Regions from separate parts of the Danio rerio genome. Here region 1 is linked to region 2. A link is a contact called in public Hi-C data. All regions are on one chromosome and are shown on one strand. The core of a region is the stretch at or near the end of the contact, and the rest is flanking DNA. Distances in the headings are between cores, read along the strand shown.

Evidence for each region. Hi-C and Micro-C count contacts between places; a contact is called where the count stands out from the background.
Region 1: a Hi-C map of an unstated tissue shows a contact between it and region 2, with 2.6 times the contacts expected there. The contact joins two enhancer-like sites. A contact is called at or near these places in 1 of 18 Hi-C or Micro-C datasets (an unstated tissue) and 1 of 4 datasets of contacts at active chromatin or transcription factors (embryo).

Annotation. Positions count from the first base shown.
Region 1 is chr11:28,422,049-28,424,748 of GRCz12tu, forward strand. All of the region lies in intron 1 of foxj3 (forkhead box J3), which reads right to left. Among named protein-coding and RNA genes, the nearest start is that of foxj3, 9.8 kb to the right of the region's middle. Within about 2 kb of position 1,298, at least 42 of the 62 cell types and tissues checked have an H3K27ac peak or open chromatin away from gene starts, as enhancers often do.
Region 2 is chr11:27,889,787-27,892,486 of GRCz12tu, forward strand. All of the region lies in intron 1 of skib (v-ski avian sarcoma viral oncogene homolog b), which reads right to left. Among named protein-coding and RNA genes, the nearest start is that of skib, 12 kb to the right of the region's middle. Within about 2 kb of position 1,390, at least 32 of the 62 cell types and tissues checked have an H3K27ac peak or open chromatin away from gene starts, as enhancers often do.

The DNA of each region.
Region 1 (2,700 bases), core at 48-2,547, 530 kb after region 2:
ATGCCCTTCCAGCTGCAACCCATCTCTGGAAAACAGCCACACACACATTCACACACTCAAACACTACGGGCAATTTAGCCTACCCAATTCACCTGTACCGCATGTCTTTTGGACCGAGGAAACCGGAGCACCTGGAGGAAACCCACGCAAACGCAGGGAGAACATGCAGACTCCACACAGAAACACCAACTGAGCCGAGGTTCGAACCAGCGACCCAGTAACCTTCTTGCTGTGAGGTGACAGCACTACCTACTGCGCCACTGCCTCGCCTATATATATATATATATATATATATATATATATATATATATATATATATATTGCATATTTTATAGATTTAAAATGCTTTGACAATACTATACAAAATGTCATGCCAATAAAGCAACCTGAACTTGAATGAGAGATGGAGAGAAGCAGATTTTACCCCATCAAAGTGCGCATGGCTCCTGAATAGCATATAGTCTTTTTTTACTTTAACCCACTGAAAAGAACCCACTGAATTAGAATTGTTTAAAACAGATAATTATAAAAATAGTGTTAAAAGTCAAATGATGTTTTGTTTGTCGCATACAGTTACCCATTTATGTGCAGTGGGTAATGGTCTGTCTCAATCTGGCCTAAACCATAAGTATATTTCAAACCTGTGGGAAGCACTGTGCTTACAAATGGCAGTGAAGATAAAACCTTAAAGTTCAATTAGATCTAGTGATTCCAACTTAATGCAAATAAGCAGCAAAGCGACAAACAAGTATATTAAGCTCCAGCATAATCACTGCTGCCCAGTTCTAGTCATACTTTCTTATTTTACCTTTGCACACTCACAGAAAAAGAGTCTTCAAAAAACAATATTTCCAATGCTGAATTGTCAATGCCGACCAACATTCATTGCTAGACTCCCTCTAAAGCTTGCATTATTAACAAACACAAACAGAACATCATAAAAGTGAGTTTAGACACCAGGTGCAGCTTGTTCCTCTCCTGCAGCCACCAGCGGGGTCACTCCAAGGGCTAGGATTCCAGCCGGCCTATTTAAGAGCCCATGACTCAGCCGGCCCAGCCCGATGTCAGTGGTGTCAGCCACCAAGGGATCTGGCATTCTAAAGACCCATTGATCAGTGTGGCTCACGTCCCATTACTGACACACCAACACAAGGCCAACGGCACTGACCAAACCTCCGAAAGCTTCGGAGTCAAACGAGGATGAGAGCACCCCTCCCCCACGTAGACTTAATTCAAGCTGTGCAGAGGGAGCAGCGCAGAGTCCAAAGGAAATATGACTCATTTGAGTAACATGAGGCATTCTCCACAGAACTCTTGTTTGTTAAGCGAGGGAGGCCAGCTGAATGCGGCAGTGTGAGACTTCAGGAGGACAGAGGGGAGAAATCACTTATGGTGTCACCTACGTCATCCCAAAGCTCGCTCCCCGTGTTCGCAGAGCACTTCTTTGGCTTCATTCAAGGACTTTCTGAAGCGTAATGACACAATCGTTCCCTTTAAGAGGAATGTTAAGAACGATTTAGTGCAGCAGAAACTATTAGTCAGCGGAGTCAAAAGGTTGAAAGAACTGCATCACGGGAGAACACCATCGCTCTGGCTTTAGCTTGACAGTGTGCTAAATGCATTAAACACTTCCTGTGCCAGTTTTACCTTTGATGCAAACCACAGAGCAAGGCCTGTAATGATGCTGTAAACACATTTTAATCAGCAGACAGGTGAGCAGCTCAGGCTCACCTAAGATTATGCAAAATGGTGTCACTGAACTGCATGTAATTACATAATCGCCTGTTCATGATTGTTTAAGATAACTGCAATAACTTGGCATTTAAATTACATCTTAATGTTACATTTTAAAAGTTGCATCAAGTCATGATGAAGTTCTTTACAGAAATGAATGAAATTTGTCTTCTTTACAACAACGTATTCAATAAAAAATTTTATTCTTAATATGAAGCTTAAATGATTAATAACCTCAGTTCATTAGAGAATGCTTAGAAATACTGTTTTCTAAACTATTTATATTTTTTATATATTAGAAAAGCAAAGTTACTATTTTAAATAATAATATTTCAACTTATTACTGTTTTATTGTATTGTCTGATCAAATAAATGATGCCTTGGTACATATCTTAAATTTAATGTAAAAAGAAATCTCAATTTATACCCCACTAACAGCAGGTATGAGTTAAGTTCTACATGGTGTTATTTCCCTGATCTGGCCATGAATGGTTTGCATGCTACTCACATCGAGAATAATATTGAATATTTCTTCAAAACACTTATTGCAAGCAGCAAACATTTTTATGATGCAACATTTTTTTTTTTTTAAACTTGAGCATTTCTCAAGGAGAGGTATACTGCAATATCTCGACTTACTTGAACGTTCAAGCACAGCTTAATAAAATTAAATCATTTCACTGCTTCAGGAAAATGAACTAAAGCATCATTCAATTATTTAATTAGCATAATACCATGTTAAATTGAAATTGAGAAAGTGCAACATTAAGAGCTGGAAATCCTTTTAAACAATGTTTTTAAACAGACATTAAACGCACCAGCATTTAAAATCAGTATTTTGTTAATTCATAATTTTCAAAAGGAACTTTAAAAAACAAAACTTTAAATTTCTGCAGTGCTAAACCAATTAGCTTTATTAATCGGACCTATGTCTGCTTTACAGCTTTGGCTACTCAGACACTCAAA
Region 2 (2,700 bases), core at 140-2,639:
CTTTTCATCCAGTGAGATAGTGAACAAAATCGTCACTTCCTGATTAACTGGCATAAATATCAAAAGTAAAAACAGAATTTGTTGTGGTAGGAGAAGCTGCGTGATCTTTTTCTCTATTGAATAAGTTACTTGCACCTCAGAAGACAAATGGCGACATGCAATGAACACATGGTGGCGTTTAAAGGCATGGAGCATAGACGCTCTTGATTCTGGAGGTAATTAATAATAACAGTAATACTGAAATGGGTGAGGCGCTTTACATTAACCTAAACAACATTTCAGATGTTTTACAATGTGCTCAGCCTGGTTTGTCTATTCACACACATTTTTTATCATCACAATTTCTTATAACAAAATCACATGACTCTTTTTAATGCACATACTGGAACATTGTTTGGTGAAAGTGTTTGCATTATAGTTTATTTGCATTTTCAAAATGTATCCATAAAATGTATTTAAAATGTGCATAAAAATAGGTGAATGGAAACATAGCTAATGAGAGGTGCCGCTTTCCCTCTCTAATTGCGTGAACATGCCGCACATCTATATTCTTCTGATAGAGAATGGCGTCAATCGCAACTTTGTCGTACACCCAGGGCTTAATTTGTGCTGGAACACGGCGGATCCGGAACCTCTGAAATCTGATCTAGCACCATATTTTACTGATCCCTCTCCTCAACTGCTCCCCCCCCCAACGGTCTGCTGTTTACTTTTACTTTCTTCCACTACTCCCCAGTCCCAACCCTCTTCACTTTCGTCCGAGACATCCCTCCGCCTTCCACCGCACCAACCTCCGCCTCTCTCTCCATTTTCGTGCGTGGCACCTCTCCATCCACGGGTAACATGCCAGATCCATTATCCCGATCTGTTCCGGGACCTCACAATTCATAAATTAAGCACAGCGTACACCCCACCGACTGAAATGGTACTGTGTGCAGAGAAAAATCTAAGTGACCTTACCAAACCATACTGTACTTTACTGAACTTAACCGTAATGCTCAGTGGAAACATTGAGTTTATAAAGCCTAAAACTTTCTGTCACTACATGAAAAATTTAGACCACACAGGAGTGAGCAAATGAGCATTACTTTTTGGGTGAACCACCTCTTTAAGCAACTGCAGTTCCTCTGCATGTATTATGCATTCGACTTGCTGAAGCGTGGAAAAGGGAACATTTTTAAACAGTTGATTTTCACTGACTAGACATGATACTTGATAGCATTAGCCTTAGAAAGCTAGAGCACTCTATGCAACCTCTCCAGCCACAAAACTTTCCGTTTTTGTGAACGCCATCTTGGAGAGCGTTCCAGAAGCATTTCTGAAACACCATGTTGTGGTGGACCATCGCAGCGAGTGGAAAATGGAGGTCTTGCCAGCTGTCTGAGGGCTGGAGGAGTGAATCAGCCTTTCTGGAAAAATCTGAACGTGCCTCATAACCCAAACCCTTAAACACAAGGAGGGCAAACGCAGGAAAACCTCCATCCTTGCACCACCCAGAGAGCAGAGAGAGGGAGAGACAGACTTGCACTCATCCGAAGCCGAGAGGCATAGGGAAATGGAGGTTATGGATCAGGTCATCCTGACATCATCATTTCTTCTCCCTTTTTTGCAAGGCTAGGCTTGAGCCACGGTAACACAATCGCCACAAGAAGGCCTGAATACGAGTGTTGCAGAGACTTGTTTGTGTATGTGTTAAAGAGAGAAAGTGCATGTGTGCGTGTGAGCGAGAGAAAGACAGGCAGAGTGAGCGGTGAGTGAGCGAGCATGAGAGAGCTGGCACGCTCCCCTCAGCCCACCAGCCAGGAAGCATCAAGTTCTTATTTAGCAAAGGAAGAGCAGCTTTGCTTAGCAACTACGCTGACTCTCCAATCACAGAAGTTTTCTGAATAATGCTGCTTGGGCGTGGAGCGAGAGCCGTCTGCGTGCCTCAGAGGAGTGAACGAGAGGCCACGGGCTGCTTAAAAACACAAAATCCCTCTTTTTATAAATGCCCAGACAGCTCACATACAAAAAACTGAAGCTTTTCTCCCCTAAGCCTAGTAAAGAATCAAATGTGCAAAAGCCAGTTTGCTAGTAATTTAATTAAACTACTGCCATTTTATATACATAAGCAGCCGTTCACCTTAAAATGAAAATTCATTATATACACGCTCTGATGCCTTAGGACGTGCTTGCTTCTATGGATCCACCAAAGCAAATGGGAATAATGTGCAATTACATGAATGAGGGCCAGAGCTTTCAAGCTTAAAACCACCATAAAAGTAAGAATTTAGTGTAGTCTTGCACTACATTAAAAGTCTTTTCCATTCACATGACAAACCAAAACTTGTGTCATGCTTACTGATTATTGATTAGTGGGCTACTCAATGACACTTTGACATGGTTGGTTAAATTAGAGAAGCAGATTAGTAAGAAAACACAGCAGTTCAAACTGGTTTGGTAAAATTTCAAATTACAATGGGCTCATTTACACCTTGTATCAAATTTTTTTTTTGTCAATTCGACTGCAGTTGAATGACACTAAACAGGGGTAAACAAAGTATTAAAAGTATTGATCGTTTGATTAATTTCAGAATATTTGGATTGCTCCTGTAGTGTATAGGCTGGTCTCTACTTCTGCGTCGAGTGATCAGCGTGACCCACAGTGCGTGCCTTGTGTGTAGTTGTGAATGTATACTTCTGCGTGCAATTTGTGTTGCT